Regions from separate parts of the Capsicum annuum genome. Here region 2 is linked to region 1. Evidence: chromatin contacts called from public Hi-C data. All regions are on one chromosome and are shown on one strand. Each heading gives the region's core, a stretch centred on a gene start, on an enhancer-like site or on the middle of the called end of the contact. The rest is flanking DNA. Distances are from core to core; before and after follow the strand shown.

Region 1 (4,074 bases), core at 207-2,706:
GCATATTTTAAAGTAATATTTCTATAGTGAAAGTCATTGTGTGATCTGAAAAATTCGTAAGTTATAAGAACAATAGAAGGATCACGTACTAGATAAGTATCCAAAAAGGGACAATCCTCAATGTTTAACCACGCCAACAAAGTCCATCAGATGTTCGATATTTATACTGGACCCTATTATAAGAACCTAAAGTTTCATTTGAAATAAGTTTATCTGACCAAGTATTGATATTACTAATTAAATAGTGTGTATATACACACACTCAATTTTCACCACGTTAACAAAACTCACCTGATGTTCTAGACCCTATTATAAGAGCCATTTAAAACAAGTTTATCTGACCAAATATCGATATTACTAATTAAATAGAGTATGTGTATAATTTTTTTTACCCTATGTTTGATATTTGTATTAGACTTTATTTAAATTTGAATATATTCAAGTCAGATAGCCCACATTAAAGATAAAGCACACACAAAATTCGAATCCAAAAATATGATTAAAGATGAAAAGTATTTACCAGTTACCATTTCACTACTAGTCTATTGGTTATATTGTTACTTACTTTTAATGCTTTAGGAGTTTTAAATGCGAGATAATGATAGCAATCCTAAAATATAATATGAGATAATTTTATCTGATATTTTTGTAAAGTAAGCTTTCATTTTTAGTATTATTATTTTTGTGTTTTTTGTGATTGCAAGCTGCAAGAATATAGTTAACGACAATAACTAGTGGATAATCACTTCAAAGTTACCCCCTTCGTTCGTTTTTATTGTCATTTTTTGACATGACATGTTCATTAAAAAAATAATAACTATCTCTATTAATTGATGTTTAGAGTAATATATCTTGAAAAAAGGTTTGGAGAATAAACAATCAATGCTAAGAGTAAAATAGAAAAAATTCTTTCATCTTTTCTTGATATGTCAAAAGTGGCAAGTGAAAATAGAAATTTAATTAGCAAAAAAATAGTGATAAATAAGAACCAACGGAGAAAGTATGAGCTTTGGAATTCGATTTGATCTTCAATTTCAACTTAATTAACCTAATTATTAAACCTATAAAGTAATTAATTAAAGGGATCACTTTGTTGCTAACATGTTTAGGGGATTACTTTATGCTAATTGAGATGCTTAATATACTTTCCCAAGGCTAATTCACTACAAGTATATTATATAGTATGTATGTTGAATTAAAGTGGAAGAACTAAAAAATAAAATCAATCATCAATAAATACAATGAAATAGATGGTGTTGATTCACTCACCATTATGATAAGGGAGCAACAATATCTTGTAGTACGATATTGTCGTTGAGTCAAATCATAAAAAATAGTTTAAACATTAATTTTGTGACAAAAATACTTTATTCTAGTAAGATATTATTGCTGAGTCAAATCACAACTGACAAGGTGTCGTGATTGTATTCTACATCAACTTAGCGTTAGAAATACTTTATTTCAGTAAGATATTGTTGCTGAGTCAAATCACAATTGACAGAGTATCGTGATCGTGTTCTGTGATGCTCCAACTCAAGAATTGATTGCGTGGTCCAAATAGAGATTTTGTTTTAATTATTTTTTTTATAAATATTTTTTTCTTAAAAAAGAAAGGTAAAAGCAATATTTACACAAAAAGAAAAAGGAAAAAAAGAAAAGAGAATCCTGCTAACACTTTGCTGTGGTTGATTCATGCTGAGATGGCATGATTTGACATACAATTTACAAAATGCTCTTCAAAATTTGTCAAGATCTTTAGTAGTCCATTCACTACTAATAATATGTTCCTCAAAATTATTTAGTGGTTGTTCTCACATATATTTTAATTGGATTTGTGAAAAAAATAGAATTCCTGACATAAAAATTAGGTAGTTTTTCAGTGTCCAATGAGAATAAATCTCCTATCAGTCGTTTTTCCTATGAGCTAATTCAGTGAAAAAGAGTTGAAAAATCATGTTAGCAATACAAATTTACCATTGAATGCGGTGGTAAAAATCTCTATTTGTAATAGAATTTAGTATAAATATATACAGTTAAATTTCTCTAACAGCACCGTTTGTTTTCATATTTTGTGATAGCTATAGTAAAATATTACTTAATATAATAACATAACATAACATAAAAAATTTGATTACACAAAAACATATGACTACTATGATAAATTTTGTTTATAAAAAAATATGATTGTTTACAAATTGATCCAAAATAGTAAAGAATAATAAGAAAAAAAATTGGTCATTCCAATACCAAATTTGCTTAATTACAGGAATTGAAGATTGAGGAGGACAGAGAAATCTAAAAGGGTACTAGGTTGTCTGCTATGATTAAAGAATCTAGTTATTTATAAGCCCCACTTCTGCTCATTTCATGCTGTAATTATTCCTAAGTTGTCCTAACCTGATTTGTTGTTGGAGTTATAATATAAAATTAATCCCACTTGTATATTTTGACAAATTAATGAAAACTGCAAGAAAAACCTAACACAGTGTAACAACAATAACAATATCATAGAAGGGCGGACCTACATATATTTGTGGGGTGCTTCGACACCCACTAAATTCGACGCAAAATAGATAAAATTACATTAAAAATATACAAAAATAGGTATATAATATATAAAAGCACCCATTAAAAGAAAAGTTAGTTGGGTGCATTGACATTTAGATTGACTTTAAGGTTCTCCACTAGAAGGGATGCCCCGAGTTCGAACCTCGTTGAGGTGAATTTTTATTTTTTTCAATTTTTAAATTTTTTAAGCACACATTATCCTTAAATTCGGGATCCGCCACTAATATCATATACCGTATAATTTCATAAATAAAATATGAAAAGAAAGCGATGATGTGTGTGCGATCTTTTTTCCTACTTTATAAATTTAAAGAGACTATTATCCTGAAAATCCTCAGCATCTAACACAATGTATGTCGAAATCAATATTTGTATTCACCTCTGCTACATTACCTGAACCACTAAGGAATTGTTTGGTGTGAGGTATTAAACCAAATAAGCTCGGAATAAAATAATAGTCTCAAGATAAACTTTTAAATGCATCTTTTGGTTGACAATACTCGGAATAACTTATTTCGGGACTAATAATAGTACTGAGATAAATTATCCCATACATTTCGTGATATAAATTATTCCACCCTAATTTATACTTGGAAAAATTTATAAAATGATCAAACTACCCTAAATCCTTAGATTTCACTTTCTCATATATATATATATATATATATATGCACACCCTCTTTTAACAATATTTTACAGCTTTGATGAGTTGCCACAATATATATTCCCTTTGTCTTATATATCATGTCATATTTTGTTACTTAAGTAAATTTGATTAATTTTTAAAGCAAGTAAATTAGATTTGTTTAATATTTCAAAATATAATTTAGATATTTACAAATTATATGAATAATTAATACTAAAAGTTGCATTTTGTTCTCATATTAATATGTTGAAAAAATATATCTCATCAAATATCGGTCAAAATTATATGATGAAAAAAATATATCCCATCAAAAAATTTAAAATATTCATATAAAAGCTGATAATCCAGACAGAGTATTAAAAGAAAAGAAAACTAAAAAATTGTGAATCAAGTCTATAACGCCATAATCTTTCCATATTGCATGAAAAATCTTAATTTTTTATTTGCGCAGACAATATAATACACAGTATTTGTTGATTGCACATAAGTACGTAATGTAAAATTTGGTTATGGTGGCATAAAAAAAGAATTATCGCCGCAAATTCAAAGTAATGTTATGATGGTATTTAATAATACATGCATTTAGTTATGAGAAGGTTTGCATTTAATTAAACTTATGTGAGATAGAATGTAAAACGAAGTAGATGTATTAACTATGTATATGGATTAAGTTATTTAAAGATGAAATACTTGTAAAGTAATTGTAATACTACACGCTCTTCATTATCAATATTAGGACAATATAATACGTATTATTGAAGTGCGATGTACAACTTTAATAACTACTATTATTTAGACAAATATGTATGAATCTTATATATTGGCACACAACTGAACACATAGAAAAATCATATGAATAC
Region 2 (3,726 bases), core at 826-3,325, 38 kb after region 1:
ATATTAAAACGACGTCGTTTATTATTATTATTATTATTATTATTATTATTATTATTATTATTATAATAATAATAATAATAATAATAATAATAATAATAATAATAATTTTATTATTTATTTCTATAGTAGCAGCACCTAATTTTTTTAATTTTAAAAAATTATTATTATTATTATTATTATTTATTTCTATAGCAGCAGCACCTAGCTTTTTTTTAATTAAAAAAAAACAGCCACTAGCAGGGATCGAACTCGCACAGTAGGCTGAAGGAAACACACAAGAAGAGCAAATAACACCACTGGGCTATCTAAGTGCCTTGTTCCATGTGGTTCAACATTAATATACGTACATAAATATACTTTTTCTATCTTATATATATACAACGTAATTTTTTTACCGAGGGGGTTCGGGTGAACCCCATGGCAACCACGTAGGTCCGCCCCTCGTTAATTTAATAACGTTGATGTAATAACATTTTAATTACGTTAATTTGATAACGTTAATTTAATATACTACTACTACTATCCGCAATAACATTAATTTAATAACGTTTTATTAAAACTATAATGTTTTTATTATTAGTATAGTTTCATCTTTAATTTAATATTTAAAAAAATAATATTTAGATATATTATATAACTTAAATTCGTCCTCTGTTTTGTAATATATATACATACTCGCTCGATATTTTCATATGAGGCTAATCCGTCTAATTAATAAATCTTCAATATTGCTCTTTTTTCTCAATGACAAAAGAAATTAGATGTCATTTTCATCTTTGAGCCGAAAATAATGAAAAAATAATAGTGAAGAATCATTTAAAGGTCATATTTGTGCAGTTTTGAATAGTTAAAGGTCATATTTGTGCACTGTCAAAGTTTAAGGTCATATTTATGTATTATACCCTTAGATTTTAAGCTGGACGCGCCCAGTTTTGCGTGTTGAACACGCGTTTTGCCACGTAGGATTGGAGGTCATATTTGTATAATTTTGAATAATTAAAGGTCATATTTATGCATTGTCAAAGTTTAAGGTCAAAGTTATAATTTGGTGTCAAGTTTAAGGTCATTTTTATGTATTAACTCAAAGTTATACGTAGCATGTTAAATTGGAACAACAAAGAGATTGAGAAAGCATACAGTAACGTATGCAGAATTTTTTATTTGATCGTCAAGATGTAACACTATTGCGATGATATTGTCTGCCTTGAATTAATTAAACTTCATAATTTTTAACGTCTTACTAATATATGAAATTTATTATCTTAAATAATTAACATTTCTCACGTATTTTGCCGATACAAAACAGCCATGGGTAAAGCCACCTATATCAAAGGGTGATCAGTGCACACCCTTCATCGAAAAATTATATTGTGTATATAGGCTAAATGTTAGCTATTATGAGTATATATTTAATTTTGCACACACAAATAAAAAAAAAATTTACACAATCTTCATCAAATTCCGGACTCTATTGCTGAAAACAACATTTGGGAAACGGTTTTTTTTTTTTTTTTTTTATGCTGTTGTTGTAACTAGACTTGTCCATTAAAGGTGGATGAATCCCCTTGAACTTGCTTTTGAAATTAAGCTTTAGATCCAAAATCTACATCATTGATGCGGTTAGATTTTTCACCAAGAAAATTTTCAAAATATACAAAAAATAAACACTCAAAATCTTAAATAAACAAGTGTATTTCACGTTTACTATATATAAAGTACGTAAAATATATTTTAATCGTATATATATGATATAATTTATTGCCAAGGAAGTTTTCATGAACCCTTTGCGCCACTAGCTCCATCTAACCTCCCCCACCCCCCGGCAACCCACCCCACACACCCCCTCTTTTTCTCTATGATACTTTTTGGTTTCAAATTTTGATGTGGCAATTATCCAGAAAGAAAATCAAAGTAACGTGTTACTCTTTTTTGAGCTACTAGATTTGCATAGGTGGTCTGTTATCCAAATTAAAGAGAAGACTTTAATTTAATTTTATGGTAGTTGGGATCCTCCAATATCCTTGGGCATGACTTGGATTCTACTCTAATTGGACATGTATTTTCTACGTGGCGATAATGTACGATTACACGTGGCAAAGATAATGTTGGCAAATAGGTAAGCTACTAATGACATGTGGCACCATCTAAGCATGTCCAAATTGCTACATATTATTGGTTAGGTTGACTGCATTTATTTGACAGAATAATAGTATTTCTTTTTTAGAGAACGACGCTGTGTAACACTTTTTAAAATAAATAATTTAAGTTTGAGATTTTGTCAAAAAGTGACCAGTAGATAAAATATTTTTACTTTATAGCTATTTCCTAATTTGAATCATTTTGGCTCAGGTAGTTCAGAAACAGTCCATATATACAGTTTTCAACTTAGGCTATTCATCCCTTTTAAAAATATTTTTTTTTTGCTATAAATTTTTTAACTAAAAAATATTCTAGTTTTTTTTTTTTGAAATAATAATTAAATATAATTATATAAAACGGTATAATTGTTGTATAGAATATGTATCTATATAAGATACATGTATAAAAATTGTATAGTTCATCAAATATGTATATGTATAAAATATATATATAAAAAAAAATATAGAAAGTGCATAAAAATTATATAATTGTTGTATAAAATTTGTAAAAAAAGTACAATTACTATATAAATTGTGTATCAAAATTGTATAATTTTCGTATAGAATATTTATATATAAGATATGTAAAGAAACTGAATAGAAGGTGTGTAGAAACGGCATAGAACAAGCCAACAAATTAAAATGGCTAGAAAGTGAAATTAAATTTCATGGAAATAATTTAATTTGAAGTGTCGTTTCTGTCCTTTCCACTTTCTTTTTTCCTTTGGTATTGATAACTGATTTTTCCGTTCATCTTTACTTATTCAATTTAAAAAATCAATAGATAATTTATTAATTTATATCTATTTTACTTTTAATATTAAATACTATTTATAATGCAGTGCATTTTTCAAAGATTAATATAATAAATTATTCATATCATTTATTATTTCTTAAGTTGTGTCATGTGTGTCAAGTCAATAATAGACGAATATAATAAATTATTCATATCATTTATTATTTTTTAAGTTGTGTCATGTGTGTCAAGTCAATAATAGACGAATATAATAAATTATTCATATCATTTATTATTTCTTAAGTTGTGTCATGTGTGTCAAGTCAATAATAGACGATTATTATTGAAAGGAAGGAATACTCTTGACTTTTGTAAATTTGCGCTAGTGTATATATTCCCGTGTATCTCTGCTTTGGGCATTAGTTCATTTAAATTTGCGCTGAAAAGTCATATTTGTGATAAAATATTTTCTTGTAAAGATAACTTCATGAGACTTGAACTTGAAGGACTTCTAATCCTAGATGAGATAAAGTGTTAAATTATTTTTTTAAAAAAATTTAATTGGAAATTTCGAGTTTTACTTTGTTAAAAGCATTATACTATCAAAATAACTCATTCCGATCGATGTGAATTCAAATTATTTAATTTTCAAAATAAATAGTAAAAATCATAATCTTTCGATCATGGAGGTTTTGGTTCTTGTTCCCCTCCATCATATCTATCTCAGATTTTTCACTATCTCGAAAGGTAAAAGCATGGATGGATGGATGGATTTAAACCAACAAAATAAAAATAAAACAACAGCAACAATAAATTCAATGTATTCCCACAAAATGGGGTTTGGGGAGGAGG

Evidence for each region. A called contact is a pair of places that touch in the nucleus more often than the background predicts.
Region 2: a Hi-C map of pericarp shows a contact between it and region 1, with 2.5 times the contacts expected there. The contact joins two enhancer-like sites. A contact is called at or near these places in 4 of 5 Hi-C or Micro-C datasets (bud, leaf, pericarp and 1 more).

What each region holds. Positions count from the first base shown.
Region 1 is chr12:9,745,920-9,749,993 of UCD10Xv1.1, forward strand. No RefSeq gene overlaps it. Among protein-coding and RNA genes, the nearest start is that of LOC124889548, 50 kb to the right of the region's middle. Within about 2 kb of position 1,457, at least 2 of the 5 cell types and tissues checked have an H3K27ac peak or open chromatin away from gene starts, as enhancers often do. A contact at or near this core is called in pericarp, where this site is marked.
Region 2 is chr12:9,783,541-9,787,266 of UCD10Xv1.1, forward strand. No RefSeq gene overlaps it. Among protein-coding and RNA genes, the nearest start is that of LOC124889548, 13 kb to the right of the region's middle. Within about 2 kb of position 2,076, at least 1 of the 5 cell types and tissues checked has an H3K27ac peak or open chromatin away from gene starts, as enhancers often do. A contact at or near this core is called in pericarp, where this site is marked.